2 separate regions of the Zea mays genome follow, and region 2 is linked to region 1. A link is a contact called in public Hi-C data. All regions are on one chromosome and are shown on one strand. Each heading gives the region's core, a stretch centred on a gene start, on an enhancer-like site or on the middle of the called end of the contact. The rest is flanking DNA. Distances are from core to core; before and after follow the strand shown.

Region 1 (4,922 bases), core at 2,257-4,756:
CCGGGCCGGGCCTGCACAGTCCTACGTGCCTGGCCAGAGGCCCAGGCACGGCCCTTCGGGCCGTTTTTCGGGCCTAGGGATGGCAACGGGGATTTCCCCGTCGGGGAATGGCTTCCCATCCCCGTCCCCGCGGGGACAAAAATTCCCCGTCCCCGTCCCCGCGAACGCTCACGGGGGAGCTTTTTCTCCCATCCCCGTCCCCGTCGGGGAATTTATCCCCGTGGGGAACCCCGCGGGGAATCTGTCCCCACTAGAAGTACAATGTTTGAAGATAAATTTAAATTGATTGTATCAAATTAATACAAATTTAACAAACAAGATTGAAAATTACAAGAGACATAGTTTAGTTTTCTATTTTATAACATGCTATGTACTGAGTTCTTACTATAATTTTAACAAGTAAATTAACTAACTTGGATAAAATAGTTTCGTGGAGCGGGTACACGGGGAACGGGGACGGGGGATGGTTCCCCGTCCCCGTCCCCGCGAACCCGACGGGGATTAAATTTCCCCCATTTAGATCCCCGCGGGGACTAAATTAGTCCCATACCCGTCCCCTAATAGAGGAATTCCCCGCGGGGAATCGGGGATCGGGTCCCCATTGCCATCTCTATTCGGGCCGGGCCAGCCCGAAAAGCCCAGACCCAATTGTGGTTCGGGCCAGCCCGAAGCCCGGTAAATAGAATTCAACACAGTTTATAATTCTGAGCTAGAAAACAAAGATGCAACTGAATTCAACACAGTTCAACAAAATATACAGATGGAACAATCCAGGCCGATGGAACAATCTAGGCAGCACCGCTAGCCGCAGCTGCCACTGCTGATCAACTCTGCTGCAGCACGGCGCGTACGGCGTGGGAGGAGGAGTCGCACCGCCGGCGGCGTCCGTGGACCCGCGCGTCGCTGCGTTCGAGCTGGAGTACGCACACTGGGTGGAGGAGCAGAGCAGGAAGGCGACGGAGCTGCGGGCGGTGCTGCAGGCGCACGCGCCGGACGTCCAGCTGCGGGTCCTCGTCGACGCCGCGCTGGCGCACTACGGCGCGCTGTTCCGGGCCAAGGCGAGGGCAGCCCGGTCCGACGCCTTCTTCGTGCTGCTGTCCGGCGTGTGCCTGGAACCGGGCTGGCTCCGTGCCTGCTTTTCCTGGCGGGCCGGGCCGTGCCGCCCGGCGGGTGTATTCGGCAGCCCAAGCACGGCCTGGTCTACCGGGTCGGGCTGGCACGGGCACGAAACCAGACGGGCCGTGCCGTGCTTGGGCCGGGCCAAAAAACCGGGCCTCGTGCCGGGCTGTCGGGCTGCGGTTTGCATGCTCATCTATACGTTTAGTCATTCAATATAAAAAAGCTCTGGCTGTCGTCCGCCTGCTGCCTGTCGTCCACGCGCTTCGAGAAATTGCTTCTGCTGTTACCCAAGAGCAGCGTTGTTGATTTTAGCGCACGCGGACCAAGTGGTGGACTGTCGCTCCTCCAATCCGAATTTCCATCCAATTTGCTACCTGCACACGGTGATCGATTAGCTCTTCGTCCATTTATTGCTGTTATTTCGCGCGCATGAAGAATACCAGATTTTCCGCATATTATTTTGTTCTGGGTATTATCGCTGTTATTTATTCACCGGGCGATGAAGTACACGTACACCTGGATAAAGTAGATGACGCTCTTGACGAATTTAGTAACGAGGATTTCAAGTTTATTTTAGACCGGCGAGGACGGAGAAGAGAAAAGAGCATACGTCCTTGACTCAAATTAATCCAGCTTAATCTAGCAAATAACATTTTGTGAGATGTTTTGCATGAGAAAACTGCACCTGCGCGCGGCTACCTCTATGATCGAATCAAGTTAGTCAATTTGCATGTCTAAAGATTTGATTGACAAGCAAGACGTATGTGAAGATGGAGTTATATACACGCAAGTTAAAAGACGATGATTCATATTTTGGTCTTCAAGAAGATCATATGTCTACGCTAAGGAGCTAGATCATGACGAGGAGGATTTAAGTATTATTCCTTTGTGCACTTTGCCTGGTTTTGCAAAGAAGATGCGCATATATATAGTCATGAGACTATAAAACTAGATGGACTTTTCGAGGCTTCGTATGCCGAGGAATTAAAAGACAAAACAAATGATGTCTTTTCAAGGTTTTGCTTTTCAATGGAGAAGCCTCGCCTCTATTTACGGGAGGACAGAAAAATAAACCAAACAATAACAATATAGAAAAAAATCTTACAATCCTTACAAAGGCCATTCAAAAACCATGAAGCAAGACAGATAAATTCTGCAGGTACTGCAAGGAAGACAATCATATCATTGATTGATGCTGCTACTCCGTTTCATATATGCATTCATAGAGATTGATTTGTCACCTATGATCTCCTCCTCTAAAATGTGGGGCTTTTGCATTGTTATTAGATCGGGTGATGACAGACCTCGCACTTGATTTTCGTTGGAACTGAACCTATTCAAATTAAAATTCAAAGATGACGATCGATGCATGCACATATCTACAGTTGTTGTGGTATGATCTGCAACCGTAGTTTTCACAGAAGCGCCAACCCAAATCTGTATCTGTCTACAGTTGTGTTATTTATTCAACGCAGGCGCTGTATGCAGTCTCGGCACGCTTTCGTGTTCCAAGCTAGCAGGCGCCAGGGCCATCATGCCATGCAGCATGGCTCAAGGGGTTATTTGACAATTCAAACAGAAGCTGCCGGCAGTTATTCCGGCCGCCGCCGGTCACCATGCATTAATAATAATACCTAAATAAAAGGGAGAAGTTTGAAAAAAAAGAAGATGAACAATCGTTTTTCCTTCAGCGGCACGAAGACGGCAGTCTTCCGTTTCGTACATACATACATTAGCGTGTTAGAAAAATCAACAAAGAAGCAGCAATATACGTACAGAGAGGCATTTCAAAATTCATTACGAATTCACAACCAGCTGGAATACTTATCTTTCCTACGATTCTAGGGCACGACGACCGTGTTCCTACACAGGCGGCGGGACCATGTTATTGAGGTGTGTATGTTCTAATTAGTTTAATTCAAAAGCCTAAGCAGCTGCTGACAGAGAAATTAACAGTGTGTGAATTAAATAGAAAAGCATCGTTAGTTCATGTAGCAGGCAGTGCTTCCTCCACATACATGGCATTGGCAAGCAGAGGGGTTGACCACTGGAGATAGCATAGATCTCACACAATTATTGAGCGATGTCTGTGCTCCTTCAACGCCTCCAAAACAAAATGTGCAGCGCAGCACCGTACCCCTGCATACGTACCTGTGCTATTCTCAAATTTCTTATATATATATATATATATATATATATATATATATATATATATATATATATATATATATATATATATATATATATATATATATATATATATATATATATATATATATATATATATATATATATATATATATATGCAAAATTTGTTTTCTCAGCGTACGTCTCTGTTTCCTTCTTCCTATATGGCCTGCTGTGTGTTTGTCCTCCTCCTCTCACACCAAGAAATCAAGAAAATGTGCGTCAAGTAGAGAAGCTGGCTGCCTATAGAGAAGCAGACAGCTAGCTAGATACCTGCTGCTAGTGCCCATTATCCTGCACATCACTATTACCCTGGACTGGAGCATGCATGCATATGCAATAGCAGGCTAGCTGCTGGTTACTGCCCTCCTCCTCGACCGTGTCTCCTTAAGTCCTTATAACCTCACCTCACCTGGCCTCGTCTCAGCTCAGCTCTGTCCGAAGCAGCAGCAGCAGCTTTTCTTGCACTCATCCAGCATATGGCGGCCACGGTGATGACGACAACGACGAGCAAGGCAGGGAGAAAGAGCCTGATCTCAAGAACCCTGCAGCGGTGCAAGTCCGGGCTGAGCGCCGGTGGCGGCGGCTCATGCGGCCGGTCGTCAACATCGTCGCCGCCGGGGTGCTTCTCGGTGTACGTGGGCGCCGAGCGAGAGCGGTTCGTGGTGCGCGCCGAGTGCGCCAACCACCCTCTGTTCCGGCGCCTCCTGGACGACACGGAGCGCGAGTACGGGTACGCGGCGCAGGGCCCGCTCGCGCTGCCCGGCTGCGACGTCGACTCCTTCCTCGACGTGCTGTGGCAGATGGAGCGCGCTGACGGCGCCAACGAGGAGGTCGCCGCGGCCTCCTCGCCGATGTGCGGCCTGCACAGCGGCAGCAAGGGCCGCGCTGCCGGGTACCGGATGCTGTCGTCGCCGCCGATGGTTGGCAGGAGGAGGTGAGAGAGAGCAGAAAGACAAGGATTACCTACTAACAAACACATCATGATTAGTGAGCTAATGGTGCTGTAGGAATTCTGGTACGTAGCGTAGTACTAGTTCTCTACTGCTAATCTGCTATGACGACTAAGTGTCATCCATAGCAGAATCGTTGGCTTTCTGCTCATGATCATACTATGTTCATGCATGTGTATGCTGTGTGTGACTGTGAGCCCTAGCTCATCGATCCAGTTGGATCGATCAACTATAGAAATCGTGGACTCTAAAGTTTAGTCGTCATTTCAATTAGTCTCAGGTAATACAGGTTTCTGTATACACTATATATATATATATATATATATATATATATATATATATATATATATATATATATATATATATATATATATATATATATATATATATATATATATATATATATATATATATATACACACACACACACGGCGGCACTAAAATGCACCTGGGTGCATTCTCTATATTGAATGCACCCACCTGCAATAACACCCCCGAGCACGCCTCGGCCCTCCTGTATGCGCGCCTCCCTGCCCCCCGCCGCCGCGCGCCTCCCTGCCCCCGCCGCCGCGCGCCTCCCTCTCCCCCACCGCCGTCGAGCGCCTCCCTGTCCCCGCGTCGCCGCGTGCCTCCATGTCCCCGCGCCGCCGCGCGCCTCTCTGT
Region 2 (4,498 bases), core at 1,311-3,810, 750 kb after region 1:
GTTGATCCCACCATCTAAATTTTAGTGACTAAAGTAATCCCTAAACTGCTAAAGTATGACTAAAATTTAGAAGTGACTAAAGAACCAAACACTCTAAATTAAATTGAACGTATGCTCTTAGAAGATACTACCACCGTTCTACAATACCATTACAACTCTTAGTGAAGGTATCTAAGCTCACAAGATACCATACAAATCATATAGCTCTCGCAAGATACCATAAACTCATATAGCTATCGCGCTTGTGGAAAACACGAGACAACTGCGAACACACGAACGAGAGACCTTCTCGCAGAAAGAGAGTATACCGTTTGAGCCTTTGGGGCATCCACTGGAGACTGGAGATAGCCATGGCCGCAGCAGGAACATTTAAGATGCTATATAAATTCAAAACATTAAGGCAGAATCGTGCGTCGCCAAGAATTCATTAACCCATTAGATAGCTGAGTTCGCAAACAAATACAAGGTATCAAACAGTAGGACACCAAAATATTTGACTGGTCTCTATTTCCAGCACCCAAAAAAAACTTGGAACAAGCACTTGATGGAAGTAGCATCTCGCTATGACTGAACAGAACAAAACAGGCTACAAAGTTTGGCTGCTTCACTTCTTGTCTTCCTTCTCTGCCTCAGCTGCCTTCTTCTGGCGGGCACCGAGGTGCTTCTTGTTCATCCGCTCAAGGCGGAGCTTGCCATAGGCCGCAAACGCCTTCATCTCATCTGTGACCTTCACAACCTCTACAGAGCGCTTCTCACCGCGAGTAATTGGCATGTAGTCACCCTGTACCTGGGTAGCAGTGGTAAGCTCCTCCAGAGTAGAGTCACCAGCCTGCAACAAAAGTAGGTGATAAGGGATTTTGAGATCAAAGCAGCCAGAGACAATGCCTTCAAGAGATACTTAATTGTTCAGGAAAAGATGACTACTCATACCTTGACCTTGCGAGCACGCCTTGGGAAGATAACCAGCTTGGCCTTGTATGTCTTAAGCCTCTGGACATTGGCCTGCAGCCCCTCAAGGGATTTGTTCTTGCGGCGGTGATCCACAGAAATGCCAATGGTTGGAGCAAGCCTTTTTGGAATGCCCGCAGCCTGCAATCAACATAGTTACTTCTAATATCAAGATAACACAAGGTAATTCAACAAGTAGAAAAGGAACAGCAAAAATTAAACACCATGAGATAGCAAAATTTATAAACATTAGAAAATTTGTGGTCATGCAAAAGACAGCATATCAGCCTCTATACAGCGGTTCACACAAAAATAGCATGTGGCATACATACAACAGCAATTCATTTGATATGAGAACAACAAAACAAACATGGCTCAAGAGCAAACAATGCATCACCTTCAACTCCTCAAGGGTAAAGCCTCTCCCAGCCCTTGACTTCATGTTGTACTTGAGAGTCTGGCATTGAACAATGGGACGAAGAGGGCCAGCAGTTGGTCGTGGGAATATCTTCACAGCCTTCTTTTGACGTGCTGCACAGAGAACATAGCAGGGTAAATTATACGCTTGTCAGCAGGTGCAATAGGGGGGAAATCATACATAACAAGTAAATCAATGAAAGCAATTGTTGAGTAAAGCAAGTGAACTTTTAGTTTGGTTACTTCATCGATAGCATAAAGGGAAAACAATGCACTGCAAATCAGATACAAGCATAGCAAACCCGATTAGCATATTCACCCGGACACCCGGTAGGTGGTGGCTTGGGAGCTATCCAGGCTTAGCTAGTGCAGGCCGCCAGGCCTGAATACTAGGTGGTGTCATGGTACAAACAAGGAACAGCCAACTGGTGTTACAGTTTAAAGGATGAACAAACTAGTGTTAAAACTAACTTATTTAGCAAGCCAATACGAAACCAAACATACTAGATTGCAACAAACTAAACCTTGCACTGGTTCATTATCGATGGGGATGAGGCAATTGCAATGGGCAGGACAAGTGACCTGTTTATTAGCTAGTTTGAATTCAACAAGCACGCGAAATGTTGTAGGTAGGCTAAAAAATGGCGATGAGCTCACCGATGCGGCGCCTCTGCTTGCGGGCGGGCTGGTTGAACCATGTCTTGACATAGTTCTGCCAGTGCTTCTTGAAGTGCCCGTTGGGGATGACGTTGTTGTGCTTCACCATTTCGCCCTCTTTCTCTCCTTCTTACCTGTACACATCAACAACGCAACAGTGACGGCATCAGCAGAGACGAGCAACGAGCACACCACGGGAACAAGAATCAACGAGCTGCCGCCAGCTCCACCCTATGCTCTCGTTAGCAGCGCCTCGAGCAAGTTGCAACACCAATGCACACAAACGCATCGAGAGCACACCAGATCCTATGGTCAGCGCTAGGAAACGGATCAAGAGGAACCCAGAGCCGTCGCGCAGCAAGATCCGCGTGCGCATCCCACAGGCCACGGCTAAGCAGTCGATTAACAACCGAGATCAGACGGGCAACGAACCCACACGCAGCACAGAACGAAGCCCAGGAGGTAGGAAGCCGACGAGCAAAAGGTCTTACCTGTAGAGGAGATGCGGCAGCGGCGCGAGGAGTGGAGGCGGAGCGGGGTGTCCAGCGGAGGCGGGGTTTTGCGCTAGGGTTGGGTGCTTATAGGGGTCGGAGGAGAGGAGGCGCGAGCCCTAGCTTGGACGGCCGAGATCTCACCATTCTGGTGACGGAATTGATGGGCCGTTGAGTGGGCGGATCTCATCGGGCCTTTCTAATGGACAAGTGAAAATATTTCCATGAGGTGGGCCTCTACGTCCCCGTTCCGTTCCATGCTGTTTGGGCCGTAGGTGCACGTTTCATATTTAGGGAGAAAATTGTCGTGTTTTCTGATTTAAACATAAATAAATATGATTTTTAAATGGTCTTTTACTTTTTTATAAACATAAAACCATCTTAAATTTACCTACTCGAAGGGTAAACTTTCATGTGTTAAAAGTTTGATGAACAAAATATATACGGTTTTAGAATTACGTGACCGAAAACAAACAATGGCCGACTATCGAGTTGAAATATAGTCCATGAGTTCACAAATATATTTTGTCGTTGACTTTAAAAAACTTTAATTACTTATCTTATTTAAAAAAATCGTGAGTTGTTGTTTATTTTTTTATAATTTATTTTTATCATTGGAGGTCATTTGAACATGACTTAAAATGTTACATTTTTGAATAAATATTTTGAATAAGATGAGTGGTGAAAGTTTTTTTAGAAAAAAGGTCAATATTATCATATATTTGTAAAAGGAGGTAGTATTCTTTGTTGTTGTGGATTAGGACCGCTATTGTATATGTACGGGTTGTTTGTTGGTGCATATTTTCCCTTTCATGGCGTGACAGGGCTTTGTATGGTGTGCAAGAGGATTCTTCCACATGAATCCTCTTCAATTCTCTGGTCACCAAACCCGTTCTTAAAATTACTGAGCAAAAGTATGGTCTCATCTCTTGAAGATGCATTTGCCGGTAAGCAAGAGCGGAGGCGTTGCTCGAGCAACACCTTGTCCCAGCCCAACTAGAGACCCACAGTAAAAAAAACTAATTTCTAAGTCCTAACCCTACTATTTGGGCAAGACCGATGCACGCATAACGCACCCGCTTTCGACCGTCGACGCCAGCATCTAAGCTCTGTCGGTCGTCTGTCGTTGTCATGTCCCTGTTCCACCAGGTGCCAACTCCAATCTCCCTGTTTCACCGAGCTCGAGCTCCGGACCACCCACGCCTAGGCCGACTCGGCTTCGACGACGCCTCCTAGTCCCAGGTCGCCTGTCTGCCTAGCCAGGCGAGCTCCACCACAGCTCCTTGACAGCCGGCAAGATGAGGTGCTCCCCGCGAGCCATCGTGCCGCCCGAGCTCCTCCTCGCAGATCCGCCCCGCGCTGCAACAACCCAACAACAAGTATTGGCTTCCGTCGTGGACATGGTGATGTGGTACATCGTATCTCATCGCCTCTTCTCCTACATCGCCCTCCATGTCTCTTTTTTCAATTGTTTAACAAATTTTACCTCAATTTGCTATTAATAACACATTTCTCTTATTTAAAAATGAATCCGTGGAAATGTATATTCTTATTTCAATTGTTTAACAAATTTTACCTCAATTTGCTATTAATAACACATTTCTCTTTTTTCAGATTCATTCGCTATACAACATTTAGTTATAAATGGATTATGATCATGATGACTCTGGAATAAGGTAATAGTAAATTTTATTTCGCCGTTATGTCAGCAACATCTTAATTTTAATGTGTCCTCCACCACTATCGGTAAGTGAGAGCACCTAGAGGGGGAGGTGAATAGGTGATCCTGTAAAACTTAAAACTTAAGCCACAAAAACTTGGTTAAGTGTTAGCACAATAATTGCCAAGTGGCTAGAGAGAAGTCAAAACGCAATAACCACAACAGATCAAAACACAGAGATGGCACGGTGGTTATCCCGTGGTTCGGCCAAGACCAACGCTTGTCTACTCCACGTTGTGGCGTCCCAACGGACGAGGGTTGCAAT

The links. A called contact is a pair of places that touch in the nucleus more often than the background predicts.
Region 2: a contact with region 1 is called in a Hi-C map of leaf mesophyll, with 5 times the contacts expected there. The contact joins the promoter of LOC100273645 here to the promoter of LOC109945306 in region 1. A contact is called at or near these places in 2 of 25 Hi-C or Micro-C datasets (ear and leaf mesophyll).

The regions. Positions count from the first base shown.
Region 1 is chr3:159,998,659-160,003,580 of Zm-B73-REFERENCE-NAM-5.0, forward strand. It overlaps LOC109945306 (auxin-responsive protein SAUR50), which reads left to right and starts at 3,507. Exons shown (of 1, transcript XM_020551148.1): 1 at 3,507-4,431. The coding sequence starts at 3,786. The coding sequence ends at 4,247.
Region 2 is chr3:160,751,413-160,755,910 of Zm-B73-REFERENCE-NAM-5.0, forward strand. It overlaps LOC100273645 (60S ribosomal protein L13), which reads right to left and starts at 2,561. Exons shown (of 5, transcript NM_001161720.1): 1 at 2,514-2,561; 2 at 2,023-2,156; 3 at 1,346-1,479; 4 at 931-1,089; 5 at 398-829. The coding sequence starts at 2,131. The coding sequence ends at 605.